2 separate regions of the Danio rerio genome follow, and region 2 is linked to region 1. The links are chromatin contacts, called in public HiChIP or PLAC-seq maps. All regions are on one chromosome and are shown on one strand. The core of a region is the stretch at or near the end of the contact, and the rest is flanking DNA. Distances in the headings are between cores, read along the strand shown.

Evidence for each region. HiChIP or PLAC-seq counts read pairs in DNA pulled down with a chosen protein or histone mark.
Region 2: an H3K4me3 HiChIP or PLAC-seq map of embryo shows a contact between it and region 1, with 2.1 times the contacts expected there. The contact joins the promoter of adcy6b here to the promoter of galnt6 in region 1. A contact is called at or near these places in 2 of 18 Hi-C or Micro-C datasets (caudal fin and an unstated tissue) and 2 of 4 datasets of contacts at active chromatin or transcription factors (caudal fin and embryo).

Annotation. Positions count from the first base shown.
Region 1 is chr23:29,701,719-29,706,328 of GRCz12tu, reverse strand. It overlaps galnt6 (UDP-N-acetyl-alpha-D-galactosamine:polypeptide N-acetylgalactosaminyltransferase 6 (GalNAc-T6)), which reads left to right and starts at 2,700. Exons shown (of 11, transcript NM_213196.1): 1 at 2,700-2,831.
Region 2 is chr23:29,805,162-29,809,976 of GRCz12tu, reverse strand. adcy6b (adenylate cyclase 6b) reads left to right here and starts at 2,172. Exons shown (of 23, transcript XM_002666490.7): 1 at 2,172-2,333.

The DNA of each region.
Region 1 (4,610 bases), core at 1,451-3,950:
TCAGCATATTTGTGATTTTTTTTATAGAAACATTGCTCTTCAGAGTCACAAACACACTATGTTTCTTTACTTAAGCAGATAAAAAAAAGTATTACAATAGTCATTTACAAGGGTGACCTGGCCTAGAGGTGCACAACACATGACTTATAAAAAATAAATAAAATATAAATAAATATGAATATAAATTACATATAAATATAAAACTAATAGTATATTATTACAGTGCTCAGCATAATTAAGAACACCCCATTCATCTTGAAAATGAATATTTTTATCCATTTCTCAGTGAATAGGCAATCTATTTTGGTGTTTTAAAAAACAGATTTATTAAACAGATATTCATTCATACATTCATTGTCTTTTCGGCTTAGTCCCTTTATTAATCTGGGGTCGCCACAGCGGAATGAACCGCCAACTTATCCAGCACATGTTTTATGCCGCGGATGCCCTTCCTGCCTCAACCCATTCATGATAGATTTGTGAGGGGTGAACTTGTATAGTAATCACCTTATATTACATTGTTTATTACCATTGTCACTAAATCATTAAGGGTGCACAGTTTCAGCTAAAATAGTTTAATGATAGACATAAGAAATAAGCAATATCTTGGAAGGCTAAGCTAATTTGCATTTGCATGTTAATTTTAAAAGAGACACTGGTGGATTGAAAAATTTTTTAATAAAATTACGCAAACATGTCCACATGTATAAACAAGGGTTAACGGAATAATAAAATAAAAAAAAACATTAATTTGAAGAGCACCATCCCTTTATGCATCACATTAAACTTTAGAACTCACAAAATAAATACTGCTACATTCAGGCACACCCATGTGAGCCAATAGTATCTGTATGCAGCCTTGATGATGCAAGCTGAGACTGCAAATATTTTGTACTGTCTGGAGCCAGCACCTAAACTTTTCACTCATTATAGCACATGTGCTGCTGATGATGTGACAATAAAAGTGATTTGATTTGATTTGAAAATATGTCAGTCAATAAATCTTTCCTGGATTCATGGTATTCCCTCAGAACTGAAGAAATTATTAGAAAATGATATAGTTCAAAATACAAATTCAGATTTTAGTCTGAAATTGGAAGGTATGAATATAAAAGAAAGATGTAATAATTATCTTTGAATGATTTGCCAGATGGTCAGTGTTTCTTCAGCCATTAATTTTCGGAGATCACAATTTCAAGATGTCAACTGGAACAAGACTTTTAAGATTCTTAAAAGTTTCTTTGGTACTTTTTAGTTTTTTTTTTTTTTGCACTGTACAGTATATACCTCCACTGTGGATGGAGTTTTTGGCACTGTAAATAAACACCACCTTGCATGACAGTGCTTTGAGAGAAAGCCATCAATTTTGATCCTTACGAACTCACATTTCTCCCGCTGAAGACGAGCTGGTGGGCTTATTTTCATTACATTTGCAGTCGTTTTTGTATAACAGAATTAGAGAGGCATCATTTAAAATTGTTCATCGTATTCATCCTGTAAAACAGGTAAACTCTACATTTTGTAAAGATGTTGATTTAAAATGTGCTTTCTATTGTTCATTTATTTTATGATTGTATTTATACACAATTACTTTGGTGTGATCTTTTATTTTTTGTTAACCAGAGTAAGAATATTGCTGTGGAATTCAAAGAAAAAGATGAGAATAAAAATGACTTCAAAATTTGATAAATTGTTGTTTTGCTCGTTATTTATGGATTTTTTATCATTAATGTAAATAGGCAGTGAAAAAAAAAAATTTACCCACTTTAAAATAGAAATAGGTCATAACCTATGTACGATGAAAGAAACAAAAAATATCAAAGCAAAAAGAACTTAATTATCTTAAAGCTTTAAATCTTCTCTTTGAATAATTTTATTTTTTCCTTTTTGTATTATATTTATTTTTATGTCAATTTAATGTTATTGCTCTTGTATGTTCTGTGTTGTAAAATAGAAATAATAATGATGATAATAATAATAATAATAATAATAATAATAATAATAATTATTATTATTATTATTATTATTATTATTATTATTATTACCATAAATAATAATAATAAAGCAGTATGGTGGCACACTGGGTAGCACAATCGCCTCACAGCAAGAAGGTCGCTGGTTCGAGCCCCAGCTGGGTGAGTTAGTGTTTCTGTGGGGTTTGCATGCTCTCCCGTGTTCGTGTGGGTTTCCTTTGGGTGATCCAGTTTACCCTACAAGTCCAAAGACATGCCGTACAGGTGAATTGAATAAGTTGAATTGGCCGTAGTGTATGTGTTCGGGTGTGAGAGTGTTTCCAAGTATTAGGTTGCGGATGGAAGTGCATCCGCTGCATAAAACATGTGCTGCATAAGTTGGCGGTTCATTCTGCTGTGACGACCCCTGATTAATAAAGGGACTAAGCCGAAAAAAATGAATGAATGAATGAATGAATGCATAAATGAACGAACGAATAATTATAAAGAGACTTTCTTAGTGAACGTAAATACATCCAAAAGATTCGAGTCCCTGAAAGGAGATTCGAATCCTCAGATGGAGATCTCCGGCTTTAGGACCCAGATGACTCTCAATCATTTGAACGAATGGCACCTGTTGCGTTCAAAGGGAAGCCGGGAGGCCAGCGCTGCTGCTCGCGTGAAACCGTCGCGCACTTATTAAACTCAAAACATCTAAAACTCGAAGATACAGAGTAACAACATCATCCGTCATTGCGTCCATCTGTCCATCTACTCACAGCTTAAGAAAACGGCGCCGCGCAAGGCGAGGAAACGCCGATCTATCAGTACTATCTGTCTCTGGGAGGAGAAGCACATGATTGACTAATCTTCTTACAGGTAAAGTTCGAAGAATTACTTAAATGAGGGCTTCATTTGTTTTCAAGTGTTTCGCATCACATCTGTTGTCAGAGAGATAACATCGACTTATCTTCCTCTCCTCATTGACATGAGTGGGCTTCATCCTCATTGTTAGTAGTGTAAATTACTTCTCTATAACACTCACACACACCAACTACTTTGTTGTAATTTTACTTTTAAAAAGGCTATTGAACATTATTACAACTCCTTTGATTCTGTAAATACTTTAAGCACTATCTGTGCCAGACTCACTTCCTTGTATGTATTTAGAGAAGTTTCGTTTAGTGGTCATGCTGCGTGGCGATATTTATTAAAACTTCAAGGAAGTGGTTGGCGTTCGTTCTGTTTACAAAATGGTTAAAGCAGTGAATTGAGGTTAAGTTTGTTTTATTCACAAATTCGGAGTTTCTCCTTAGTACCGTGGTAAACAATATAGGGAACATGTCACAAGTTGTCAAAAAAACGAATGTGTGTTCATAAAACTACTTTGCCTCAATAAGCAATGATACTTAAAGGGATAGTTCACCTAAAACCTAAATTTGTCATCAGTTACTCATCCTTTACTTGGAAAAAAATGTTCAAGCAATGTTTCTTAAAGGTATTGTTCACCTGAAACTTAGGATTTGTTGAATAAAGTTGACCATTGATTTCCATTTGTCTTCCTACTATAGATGTCAATCATTACCTGTTATTAGCTTTCTTCAAGGTATCGTCTTTTGTGTTCAACAGGAGAAATAAACTCAAAGGTTTGGAGCCACATAAAGGAAAGTAAATTTTCATTTTAGGGTGAAGTATCACTTTTACATGTGCTTATAACAATAATGACTATTTTACGTTCTTGCCATTCAGTTCACACACAAAGCAGGGAAACCAGTTTTACTCGGTAATTAGGAAACTCTGAACACCTACACAAGAGAACAGCAGAAGTTGGCCTGACTGTCTCTGTTGGCTACTTGTGTCTTGGGATTTGTGATGTAGATGAGTTTAAATAGACTGGTGTCATGAGCGCTGAGGTTACTGATTCATTTAAAGCCATAGGTTCCATATTCATCACATTTCCTACTTTAAATATTAATGTTTAAATGTAATGATTAATAGTGGTTTTACTGTGGCACTTCTTAAGGTGACCCTTTAAACTTCTTTCCAAGTAAGGCAAAGGTTTGTCTTTTTTTTATTATGTGCAGTTAGACAGGTGACGTGTCACAATTGTGAAGTGTGTTTATGCAAAGATTCCAATGCCACCCATTAGAGGTGTGTGTGAGTGAGTGTGTGTAGTGAAGCACCTGCTGCCACGTCAATCCAGCAGGGCGAAGGAAGGGAAGGATCAGGTGCAGAAGGGTGTTTGTTGTCAGGTGAGGTTTGTTTGCGCTGTTGCTGTGATCCATGTGAGTCCACAGTGCAGGCTTTCGCTGCTAATTACACGTGGGGCTTGGCTTGATTTCGTGTGGAACGGGACTATATAAACTCTAAAATTGTCGTCACGAAACCATTTTTACAATATATAAAAAAACAGCCAGATAAAGCTGCTTACATCTGAGAATGACACAATGTTAAATGCCAATGTCTGTCCCATACTGAGCTTTTATTAATGTCGCTTACTGTTTATTTTATTAAAACCCTAATAAAAGACCTCTGACATCTAGCTTTGTGCATGCTTTTGAGGCACCAATATGCACTAGGCACATTAGGACAGCTTGGGCCATAGATTTAAATGAAGAATTAGCAGATGAGTTCTGGGAAGAAGCCCTGTCGAAAGTA
Region 2 (4,815 bases), core at 923-3,422, 100 kb before region 1:
GCTAGAATAAAAGCAGTTTTGATTTTTTTATGAACCATTTTTGGGACAAAATTATTAGCCCCTTTAAGCTATATTTTTTCTTGATAATCTACAGAACAAATCACTGTTATACAATAACTTGCCTAATTCCTATTACCTCCCTAGTTAACTTAATTAACCTAGATAAGCCTTTAAATGTCACTTTAAGCTGTATAGAAGTGTCTTGAAAAATATCTAGTCAAATATTATTTACAGTCATCATGGTAAAGATAAAATAAATCAGTTATTAGAAATGAGTTATTAAAATTATTATGTTTAGAAATGTGTTGAAAAAATCTGCTTTCTGTTAAAAAAAAAATTGGGGAAAAATAAAGAAGCGGTCTAATAATTCAGGGGGGCTAATAATTCTGACTTCAACTGTATATATATATATATATATATATATATATATATATATATATATATATATATATATATATATATAGATATATATTAAATGATGGATTTAATCACATTTTGAGCACATATTTGATTATAAGGATTTAACCCAGCAGATGGGTTTTGCCATATTTTACCCACATTTTTTCATCATTTTAAATCAGGATATTAAATGCTGGTAAAGGGTCCAAAGACATGCAGTATACAGTAAGTGAATTTGATCAACTAAATTCGTCGGAGTGTTAATCGGAGAGTATGTGGCTATAAGTACTTCTGCAGTAAAATAATTGTCCTGATAAGGCAGGAACTAAGCCAAAGAAGAGTGAGTAAAAAACACCAGACAATTAGGTAAAATATTATCTTTAATTCATGTTTTAATTTTGACAAAAAAATTACTTGAAACAAAAAAAAAACTTAATTTTTCTTCGTTGGCCAGAATGACAATTATTTTCATTTGTTGTGACTAAAATTCAGATATATTCTATTTTATCGATTTCTTAACTCTTCTGAAGCTATTAAATTTGTTGTGTATGATTAATATGAACATCTAAAAACATGACACCTTTTCATTTACTCAAAACAACTGAAATGACACCAGTACTGAACAAAATATAGATTATTTTCCAAATTGTGTGTATTTGTAGATATTTACAACTTTACCAACTTAGTATTCTTTTTTAACTTGTTTATTAACACAATTTGCAACCTCAGTTCAGTCTCAAACTCAGTCCTATCAGGAGTCAATATTAATTTCAACTGACGAAGTGTTTAAAAGCAGAGACTTTCCATTTAATGTTATTATTTTAATACTAAGCTAATATTATATTAAACATCCCATGAAAATTAAATGCTATAGTAATTCATAGTAAATACTTCAATGTTTTAGAACCATACTATAATAAAGTACTTGAATTAATCTGTTGTGGTAATTCTATAGTTGAAAATGTAATGTTTTATAAACTAATTAACTAATGCTACGTTTTCTACAACTAGGGTATTTTTTACTAAACTAAACCATAGTTTGCTGTAGTAAAAACTAAGGTAAACTACAGTATTTATTACAGCTTATCATGCAGTTCACAATAGTAAAAGGATAGATCACAAAAAAATAATTTACCATTTACTTACCTTTAAAAGATTCCAGACCTTTATGGGTATATTTCTTTTGTTAAACACAAATTCAAATATATTTTGAACATAGCGTAAAAATCTGTAACCATTCAAAATCCATATAGGAAAATTAAATACTATGGAAGTCTGTGGTCACAGATTTCCAGCTTTCTTCAAATTAACTTTCTGCAGAAGAAAGAAAGTTTGGAACAAGTTAATGGTGAGTAAATGATGATAGAATGTTTAGTTTTTGGTGAACTATCACTTAGCCACTACAGTAGCTATGTTATAACATTCATAACACAGTGTTCTAAATACTATAGGCAATAGTATAATACTCACTATAGTGTATTATGGTGTATTAGTGTATTATAGTGTATAAACTATAATATTTACTATAACTATAACTATTACTGTAATATTTTTAATGAGGAATCATTCCTGGAGCTAAAAAAATCCTTTTACATTTTCTCCTCTTTCATGGTTATTTATCATGTTTACCTCATTTTATTAACCCGGTCACCACAATGTTAAAAAATTCTGGTTTTACTATCAGTCTGTCTACCCACAATGTACACACTCTCACACTCACACACCACACACACACAGTGCACCTCTAGGGGGACTCCAGACTCCAGCGGATCGTAGCAGCGCGTGAAGAAGCATGAAGACGAACGTGACTGGAAGAGCGGCGTGCGCGAGAATAATGTAACCATCGCCCAGCCACAGTCACTCTCCCGCGGACCAGCGACACACTTCCACTCCGCGCTTTCGCTCCTGGAGCTGCTGATTCATGGGTGCTTTCGGTGAGTCCCGCTGCTTGCCCTACGGATGTGTTTTCTCGTACTCTCGAAACGTGTGCTTGTTTTGCAGTGTGTTGTAGTAGGGCTTGTTAGCAGGAGCAGCGGCGGTGTAGGAAGACCTCAGGGCAACATGTTACAGTTGCAGATGAAAGCGAATTTACAGTAGAGTAAGTGCAGGAGTACAGGATTTGCAGCTGCGTTTGCCTCGTATAAAATCAAGGTATGTTGAGCTTGCGTTCGGCTGGAGTGACACTACTACTGCAAAGGGGCTCCCAATGCAGTGCACTACTAGTGTGGAGAGACATTCTTCACATTTTAGAGTTTGTTATTGGGGATTTACTGTTTAGCAAGTGTGGTGAGAATTCAGTGTAGTGAGTCTATGTAATGCCATGCTTTATTATTATTATTATTATTTTTTATTTAATTATCAGATTTTTGTGACAGACAAAAGAGAAACAACAGTATCTATCTATCTATCTATCTATCTATCTATCTATCTATCTATCTATCTATCTATCTATCTATCTATCTATCTATCTATCTATCTATCTATATAACAGTACAAAATTGAATAAAATAAAAATAAACCACACTATAACTCATATATATATATATATATATATATATATATATATATAAATGACTTTTTATTTGGTGGGCATATGAAGCTAACAGTTTTTCTTTGCTGCGATAATTGCCAAAGCTTCTATTAGGATGTATTGTATTATTGATTTATTTGTTTTCTTTTCGGCTTAGTCCCTTTATTAATTCAAGGTCGCCACAGCGATATGAACCGCCAACTTATCCAGCACGTTTTTATGCAGCGGTTGCCCTTCTAGCCACAACCCATCTCTGGGAAAGTCTTGTATTATACCAATATAAATGTTAGTTTTAAAATAAGGGCTACTTTGACAGGAATATTAAAAAGATCTGTTCATTTATTTATTTTAAAGATAAAATTAGAGTAAGTAAATGTTTCAAACTATGGTAATAAAAATGCAAAATGACATAAATTGCATGTAGCTGTAAGAAATAGCATCAATGTATACATTATTGTTATTGTTAGTTAAAATAATACATCTGGAGTTTATTTATTAGGTCCATGAAGATAAAACATGTACAGATTTTGAAATCATTGAGTTTAGCTACACAATTATAGCATAAGATGAATAAATGCCTTACAAGTAGTTTTCATCATAACTAACTTATGCTAACAAACTAAGCCTGGTTGTAAAGTGTTAATAGCCCAGAGACAAATGAAGACCTTATAAATCAATATCTCAGGCATGTTTAAGGCAGATTGACTTGTGAAAATGCTTGTGCGTGAAGCTTATTTTAAAAAAAATTGTGAATGCAATCATAACATAAGGCCTGTTAATTAGCACAAGGTATGGTCATGTCTGTTATTTGGTCATATTTCTATGTATAATTATTAGATACGTACATATTTCTGTGGGTTTTTTTTTCTTTATGTAAATATGCAGTGTGAAGTGTTAAAGGATCTTTCTCCTGTCATAGGCATTACTGTTTATAGCTTCACTGGAGCAAAGTTAAAGGTTTAAAGTTTTTATCATCCCTTACATTTTTTCTCTCATGTCAGTGCCGAATGAATGGTCGAATCTTCTTGCCAAGTTAAATTAGTGCTTGCAATAGAATGTGAAGCCACAGTGTCTCTAGAGTGGGATCCATGAAGGGAAAACCAGCCCAAGTTTCCCACAGACCACCGTAACTTTATTTAGATAGCTGTGTTTGATTTCAATCGATAATACATGCCTTTCAAGATTATGTGTTGAAGGGGATATACATTTTAACATGTTTTTTTTTTTACTTGTAAATGTTTTATTATTCCAACAGAATTTATGGTAAGGATTGACATATGCTAAAAAAAGAATTTTTTTTTGTAAGTGGTCATTATTTCTTTGAAGTGTTTCTCTATTTTTAGCCACATTTTTGGCACATTTCATTGAAGATGAGCAATTTAATTTCAGTTTCCTTGTCAGATTACAATTTTAAGTAGGACTGCACAATATATCACGATGTGATCCTTTGCAATAGTCACATCGCAAGTATATGCAATGTTGAGTCTGGATTATGATTGATCATGTTTTGTTTTTTTGAGGACTGTGTGAGGGTTTAAAAAGCATCCAGGCACAAAAAAAAGATAGCGTTTGTAACTTTAAAAAATTAGTAACGATTAATTTTATTGAGTTGTTTATAAAACAAAGACTATGCGGTATTATTTTACATTTGATTATTCAATTACTGCATACCTGAATACATTTTGACTACAAAAGACTATTTACTTAACTAGCATATGTTTCTTAACTGAATTTATCTATGCTTGAAGATTTGTTTATTGTACCCTCTACGGAATCTTTCCAAATATATCTAAAATTAGGGATGTCCAGACCCGATTACACGGTTTGTGCTCATATATATGCTCATACTGTATATTTATATATATACAGTATATTTCAGAGAGGCT